2 separate regions of the Gossypium hirsutum genome follow, and region 1 is linked to region 2. The links are chromatin contacts, called in public Hi-C maps. All regions are on one chromosome and are shown on one strand. The core of a region is the stretch at or near the end of the contact, and the rest is flanking DNA. Distances in the headings are between cores, read along the strand shown. Region 1 has its middle 4.8 kb from the start of LOC107914330. Region 2 holds the start of LOC121218291 (2-oxoglutarate and iron-dependent oxygenase domain-containing protein CP2).

Evidence for each region. A called contact is a pair of places that touch in the nucleus more often than the background predicts.
Region 1: a Hi-C map of leaf shows a contact between it and region 2, with 2.5 times the contacts expected there. The contact joins the enhancer-like site here to the promoter of LOC121218291 in region 2. A contact is called at or near these places in 6 of 34 Hi-C or Micro-C datasets (leaf and seedling).

Annotation. Positions count from the first base shown.
Region 1 is chrD06:41,506,228-41,510,150 of Gossypium_hirsutum_v2.1, reverse strand. It overlaps the pseudogene LOC107963217. Among protein-coding and RNA genes, the nearest start is that of LOC107914330, 4.8 kb to the left of the region's middle. Within about 2 kb of position 1,535, at least 1 of the 9 cell types and tissues checked has an H3K27ac peak or open chromatin away from gene starts, as enhancers often do.
Region 2 is chrD06:41,402,426-41,406,996 of Gossypium_hirsutum_v2.1, reverse strand. LOC121218291 (2-oxoglutarate and iron-dependent oxygenase domain-containing protein CP2) reads right to left here and starts at 2,669. Exons shown (of 9, transcript XM_041095308.1): 1 at 2,122-2,669; 2 at 1,414-1,461; 3 at 1,017-1,193; 4 at 759-909; 5 at 562-648; 6 at 1-78. The coding sequence starts at 2,427.

The DNA of each region.
Region 1 (3,923 bases), core at 286-2,785, 100 kb before region 2:
ACTATATCTTATTGTAATCATGAAATATTGTCGTCTTTCTATCTGCATCAACTTGTGTTCTTCATACATACCCTCCTAAGTTACCGAACTATCTAAACAAAACAACACCATGATATATTATATATCCTTTATTATTGGAGCAACCATATTCAGTCATATCCTTTACATATCTGAATTATTTATATGTTAATTTATCTTATATATTTTACTATTATTTTATTTATAATATTTTAATTGTATACTATAAATTTTTAGCATTTTAATCGTATACTATAAATTCGTTATTACTATATTTATCTCTATGCTATTAATTAGTCACGAAATATTAATTATACATCATATATTATTAAGGTTATAGTTACACAAGAGTTCATTGATTTTTGCTAGGTAAATACACATTCAAACTTTAGATTAAATTATATATTTTTATTAAATTATATTTAATAATAATTATTTTAAATTATATTTTATAGTATTATATATTATGATTTTAGTAAATTCATATAAGAAAATATTTAATATTAAATTTTTTATTAAATTATATATTTTTATTAAATTATATTTAATAATAATTATGTTAAATTATATTTTATAGTATTATATATTATGATTTTAGTAATTTAATATTAAGAATATTTAATATTAATAATTTTATTAAATTATATTTTAATAATAATTATGTTAAAATATGATTAAATTATTTATTACTGATATTAATAATCTTATTAAAATTTAATAACAATAACAATAATCATTTATCTAAACAAATTTCTGCTAGGGGTATTCTAGTCATTTTAACTTTTTTGATGTACTTCTTCCAATGTTTAAGCATGGTTTTATACTTTAGAAAATAAAAATTAGCAAAAAAGTTGCAAGTGCTTTCCTCTTGTTTTCATTTGTTATAACTTTTTTCTTTTGGCATGAGACCTCCCGGCCGTTAACCACAAGCCTTAATTCATTCTTTGTTAACCTGCAGATGCCAAGACCAGTGTAGAATCGTTGCAATTTGACTTTGATGCAGTAAGAGTTGCAACAGAAGACTTCTCGGATGCAAACATTCTCGGACGAGGTGGATTTGGTCCTGTTTATAAGGTAATTTTGGAAATTTGATTAAATATATAAAAGTGAAGCCTCTAGTTTGATGGCTTCCAAGAAATAATAGGAAATAAAAATTGGTGTTTTCTATCATTGTTTGTTACAAATACTATCAGGGTAAGCTTGAGGATGGGCGGCAAGTAGCTATAAAGAGGTTGGCTGAAAATTCGGGACAAGGACAACAAGAATTCAAGTATGAAGTGATGTTATTGGCGAAGCTACAACACAGGAATTTGGTTAGGCTTCTTGGTTTTAGCTTGGAACAAAAAGAAAGGGTTCTCATATATGATTTTCTGCCTAACTCAAGCCTTGACAACTTTATATTCGGTATGGTTTACTCCTCTAATTTATATTTGGTAGTAGAATGCAATTCAAGTCTGTTATAGAGGTGAAAAGTTGATAATCTCTGGTTATGACTATTAAATTCATGATTAATCGCAGATTCAGTAAAGCGTTTGCTACTAAGTTGGACGAAGAGGTACAAAATTATAAAGGGAATAGCTAAGGGACTTCTTTATCTTCATGAAGATTCTCAATACTGAATCATCCATCGCGACTTAAAAACAGCCAACATATTGTTAGATGAAGAGATGAATCCTAAAATCTCAGATTTTGGATTGGCGAAATTGTTTATGGTTGATCAAACTCGAGCTGACACAAGCAAAGTCATTGGGACCTAGTAAGCATTTAGAAGGATCTGTTCCTACATGTTATTTGTTAACTTTGTGATATCTAAAACTCAAAGATCCTAAGCATTAGCACTTCTTCTAGGGGATTAGCTACCATTTAAATTCATTCATTAAGATTTATTTGTCCGTAGTGGATACATGGCTCCTGAGTATGCATGGCATGGACAATATTCAGTTAAATCCGATGTTTACAGCTTTGGAGTGTTGGTTTTGGAAATCATTAGTGGTAAAAAAATCAGTAGCTTCTCCAACCAAGAAGTGGGAGACTCTCTGCTAACCCATGTAAGCTGCATATTGTGGTTATGGTATTACTGGATTAGAATTTGCTAAAACACAATGTAAGTTCATATTCCTCGACTTTTGCAGGCATGGAGAAACTGGAGTGAAGGAACTGCTTTAGAAGTAGTAGATCCAATCCTGAGGGATTGCTCCAGAATTGAAATAATGAGATGTATCCATCTTGGGTTGCTTTGTGTTCAAGACAATATTGCTTACAGACCAACCATGGCCTCTGTGGTTCTCATGCTAGGTAGCTATTCCATGTCTCTTCCAGTGCCATCGAGATCTGCATTTTCAATGCAATCCACCATGGAGACAGAAACGAAGTCTTAGTCATCCTCACTCTCCAATCAATCTAAACGAGAAACCGTTCAAGTCTCAGTCAATGAAGCTTCCATTTCTGAACTAGATCCTTGATAAAGTTCGAAGATGGGTACTTACTAAGTACTTGCATTGCATATTTTTTTGTATCTTTGTCTAGAAATTCAGAAATTCTTTGATTCATGTATACATAGCAACAAAAAGGACCGTATAAACCGTAAATTTACTTGTTCCTATCCCTTTCTGAGAATAACAAATTTGATTTTTTGTGTTGAATTTTAGCATTTCAATCCCTTATATAGCAATAATAAACAAACAAGCTTCCATTTAGGACATTTGAATAGAAATAGATAAAATCATCTATAAAAATAATAGATTTAATGTTGGAACAATGGCAGCAGCAACTATGAGCATAAGCACAAACAGCAAAGCAAAGCAAAAAATTGAAAAACAAGAACAAAGAAGAAGTAACCGAATGGAAGTCATTTACTTTGATTCTCATTTAAAGTATAAAGTGTTACAAAATAACTTGACAGTTACCTAAACTTGTAACTGCTCCCATCAATTTGGCAAGTTGCTAACTAAAATAATACATGTAAAAAGCTGAAAAATTCAGCTATTACATCCATTAGTTTCAAATCAAAATCCTACTAACTTTAGAAATCAAGATACATACTAACTTGATAACATTACAAAAAAAATGAACAAAATGAAACAAGCAGCTTCTGGTTCTGCTCCAATGCTGGTCTGCTGTTGCTACTGCTTCATGGTTACTTGTTGCATTGCAGTCCACGCTCAACACTCCTCCCTGGACTGTAGGCAACAAACACCAATCGAATCTCTTAAGAATTCAAACTTGGTTGTGACAAGAGGCTTTGTCAAAATGTCAGCCAATTGGTTTTGTGAGCTACAATGTATAAGACATACTTCTTTGGATTGTACAGCTTCTTGAACAAAATGAAACTTAAGCTTAAAATGTTTGGTTTTGCCATGAAAAACAGGAGTCTTGGCTATGGCAACTGCTGATTGGTTGTCCACCATAATTTTAGTAGGTTCAAGTTGCTCTTCATTCAAATTACATAGCAAATTTCTAAGCCAAATGGCTTGACTTACTGCTGCAGCTGCTGCTATGTATTCAGCTTCAACTGTTGATTGAGCAACTATTTGTTGCTTCTTCGAGCTCCAACAGAAAATTCCCGAACCAAGTGTAAAGAAGTTGCCAGAGGTACTTCTCATATCATCAACAGATCCGACCCAGTCACTATCTGAGTAGGCAGTTAATTTTAGCTCACTTCCTTTCTTGAACATTACTCCAAACTTCAAAGTGCCTTTGACATACCTGAGTATCCTCTTAGTTGCTTTCAAGTGAGTTATGTTGCAGCAGTGCATGAATCTGGACAGTAGACTAACTGCATGCATGAGGTCAGGTCTGGTTGCTGTTAAGTAGAGCAAGCAACCAATCAAGCTTCTATACTCCCTTTCACCAACCCTTACTTGACTTCCAAAGTTGGTCAATTTCTCCCCCATAGCTAGTGGTGT
Region 2 (4,571 bases), core at 1,420-3,919:
GAAAAAACAAGTCCCCTCCAGAAAATTGTTTACCCAAGCAAACATTTAAGGTGACTTCGGAATCGTCCACATGGAAACCTACAAACACAAAACTACAGAACTTCATGAAGCATCAAGTTTAACAACAAGATTTGAAGCTAAAAGGATTAACTATATTCACTAAAAAGAGGTAGTATTATAAACAAGCACATTAACAGAACAAGCATCAACAAATGAAATTTTAACGTGCACAAAATTTTAAATATTAGGAAAAAGCATAGCCAGGTGAAACTACAGTCATAGAGGGAAAAAAAAAAGATGACGAGCATGAAATGCAAAAGAAAATTGATGATGCTATCAATTAATAAGGAAAATAAGTAACAAGCAATCCACAAAGCAGAGTTAGAGGAATGTAAGAATATTTTGTGCAATACCTTCTAAACACTTTAATGGTAGAATCCAAAGAATCAAGTTTCCATCTACCAATAGCTAAAGATTTAAGTTCCTAAGAATAGTGCAAACCATTTCCAAGAACCAATGGAATGGTTTAATTAAAAAGAGAAAACAGAACTCAGAACGTACCAAGCTCAACGTCCCTGTCAATTCCATATTCAACAACAAAACCATGATGAGAATCCAATGTAGATCCACCCACATCAGAAAAGAAAACTGCAAACCATTTCCAATGATACATATAAAACAAATTATGGTCTAAGCTTTAAATCTAAATATATGTTAGCAAGCATTTACAGTCTCATCATGGAAGAAAAACTAAATACCTTTGGATATAGGCCGGATAAAGTCCTCCATCAACTTGCCAAGCATGGTCTCCAGGCCAAAGTCATCTAAAACGGCACCAAATTTGTTCATCGTGTTTGGTCGCATGATTCTGAATTTTGTCTCATGGACCCACTTTTCAAAGTTTTCTACCTAAGCAATCAGAACCTGATAAGAAAAATGTAAAAACTAAAAAACAAGAAATAAAGTAAAATAAAAAACAGAGAGAGAGAGAGAGAGAGAGAAAGCAATGACAATACCTCAGATAACAACAATTCACAGAAACGAGGCTGAAACATTTCAAAAGTAAAAACCCCTAGTGTAGGTTCAGCCATTATACTTCTAAAACCTTCCTCTTTATTCTCATTAATTGCTTTGAGAAATGAAGGGGCAAAGAAGTTTGAGGCATGCATCGTATACAATTCTCTATGCAGAGGCTGCAAAACGAAGAGATGACATAACCAGAAGAAAATATAAAACCTCACAAAGATTCACATTACAATGAAATTCTAAGTAGTTTAACCATGGCACATAAAGGGTCAATCATCATATATAGCAAAAATCAGTATAGTTTGGAGTTTTTGCAGGCAGAAATTAATCATTACAGACCACCTTGAGTATAAATAATCCTAGTCAAACAACAATTATACTATGCACCTGATAGTGCGATATAATCTTCTGTCTGTATTCTCGATGCCTTTGAACCTGTTCACAAAAAACTTTAAATAGTAAAAAAGAAGGTATGGATAAATGGAAAACGAAAATCAATAGAGATTGATTTCCGCACACCAGTTAGCTAGCTTCAACTAAAGGCTAAACAAAAAGCAGTAATGAGAAAATTTTGACCAACATAAAATGCATAACATTGCAGGAAATTACTGAAAAAGTATACAAGCATATAGATCAACGACAATAGGATAGATAAAATCGCTCTGCAGATCAATCAATATATCAATTTGTCCCGATCCAAACAACATTCGGCAGCTCAGAAATTCAAAACAAGAAATAAATAAATATCCCTTCTTATTTCTGCATTTTCCAGTATATGTCCATTTTTTTCTCAATGAATCAAAAATGAATTGAAAGAGGGACCAATCATTCTCAGTTTCCAGCAAAAAAAGCTTTTGAAAATAATACATTTATATTACTGATTTTGCATTATGAAAAATTCAACTGATTTTCACCTTAATGAACATAAATTCAGATGCTTAACTGGAATATTGGCATAACAATATTTTTGTAAAAGTTAACATTATCATTTCATCGGCAATCAATAGGTTACATTTTAAATGAAAGAAACTTTCGACCCTGATATCCAAACATACAATAAAAGCAAAAATAAAGGCGATAAACGAAGAAGCTTACGCGAATACGTTCGCCATCAGGAGAGTAACGAAGGATAATATCGCGCATGTAATGGAGCTTGGAATCGCGAGGGAGTGAGAGCATGGGAGGAGGCAAGTAACGTTCCAGGGAGCTGAACAGAAGCGGACTGAACTCCAACTGCAAACCCTCGTAGCTCTCCGGCTTGTGCTCCGTGTTAGGATTCAGCCGTAACCGGTTCGCCGTAACCGTCGACATGCTAGGCAATACCGCCACGACATTGCCATTGTGACCAGTGGTCGGTGGCGCAGGCTGCTGGGCCTCTTTTCTACTGACATCGAAAGACATGATTCCTTTTAACTGAACAAATCATACGCATTTGCATCAGCCTAACAGCAATTTCCAATCACTGCTGTCAAAGAAACTTAAGGAAAAACTAAAATTGACCAGAGAAAAAAAAACCAAAAGAAAGCCAGAATTTGTGTTTAGAAATGAAAGGGTCTTTTGTTTTCTTATTTTCATCAGTTAGGGTTTTAAGTTTGTCGATTGGATTTGTGATTTAAGATAGACGACGAGGGACCTCCCAGCCCGGAGTCTAAGGGTATTTCAGTAACTTTAATATGTCAAGAGAAAAATTTTACTATAATTTTTAAAATAATTTATATATTTTTTCATTATCTATTTAATTCCTATAATTTGTAAAAAAATATTTTATATCTTTTTATTCTTTTCTTTTAAATTAAAATAATTTATTTTAAAAAAATTTAAACTATAAATTAATTAAATAAAAATTAATGAGATTAATATTTTAATTTAAAAACTTATAAATTAACATATTTTATTTCTTCTAAATGAAATCTCTTTTGAAATTTTGTGGTTTTTTTCATTTGAAATTCCTTGTAATGATCAAATATTTTAAACAAAATAATTTTATAAAATAAAATTATACTTATTAATAGATAAATTATTCCATGAATCATTTCTACTACCTCATATATAGTTCTATCCAATTATTTTACCATTCCCACCACCTCATATAAGGTTATATTCAATTATTTTACGCCAATCAACAATTTTTTCCAACTCAAATTTAAAAGATTAAAAAATTTCCAAGTAAGATTCAATTTCTTCAAGGTTTTATTTTCATGTCCATTTCAATTTCTCCTAGTTTTTTTTTCCGTCAGATTCAATTTCTTCAAGATTCTTTTTCCTGAATTTTTCTTTCTCTCATCGTGTCTTCACTATTAGAAGAAAAAGATTTAAGTTTTTGGTGAATTTCCCGATTTTTTCTATCTTCATCGTCTCCTCATTGTTAGGAAAAAAAGGATTTAGGGCTTCATTCTTTCCCAACATCAGTAATAGAAGGATTACAGGCTGAACAAAAAAATGGAGGGATTATAGAATCTGGTTTGTTCCCATTTTCATTCATAACAACTTTTATTTGTTTATTAGGAAAAAAAGCAAAATTGAAGTAAAATTGTGAAATGTAACCCTTTTGAAATTTCTGTCAATATATATGCAATGGGGAGTGACTAGCTTCTTGTATGTCAAATATTTTCTCTCTGTCAATGGGGGTTTTACATTTTATATAGCGGGTTGATTATCATTCTGGGTTTTTGCCATTAGATAAAAGAGAGATTGAAAGATAAGTGAACAATAAGACTAGCGGATGACAATGAACAGAGAAAGGGAGAATAATGATTTTTTTATTTCCCTTTGTTGTTGTTCTTGAGAGCTTGGGGGTGGGTATTTTTTTTTACTGGAAACATATGTTGGTATTGATTTGTCTCAATTTTAGATTTTATAATTGTTGTTTTTGTTAATTATCACTAAAACTGTCATTTTACTTGAATTTGTTTTATTTAGGAATTGGGTGTTTGAATCATGTGATCGAAACTTTAATTTCTATTTGGTTGATTAGAAAGTGAAAGAACAGTAAGAAAATGTAAGGTATTTTTTGAGTTTGAGGTGAACCAGAAATTTTTAGAATTTTATCTCTTAACACCTCTTTGAATGCTATCCCCAAAATGTAATTGTATAGTCAAGGCGAAGCTTTCATTTAATGCTATCCCCAAAAGAGAGTCTCATGGAATGTTATAATCTCTAGCTACAGCCAGAATGGGTATTCAAAAGAAGCTCAAAGTTTATTTAAGACATTGACCCATCAGTGTTTACAATTGAGTTTTTCAACTGCCCTGACTATTATTTAGTCTTGCATTTCCCTTGATTCCCATCATTTGGTAAATCAATTCACTGCCTGGAGATAAAGCCAGGGCTTTCAAGAATATTCTTATGGTTAATTCCTTCATGCACATGTACATTAATTTTGGGAACTTATCAGCCGCTTTAATGTTGTATGGCACAATTTCTGCTAAAGAGGATATTGCCTATTGGAACACTATAATTGTTGGTTGTACAAATAATGGTCATTTTCGAGAAGCTTTAGCAACATTTAATTGGATGAGGCAGGTAATGGATGTTATGTGCGATTC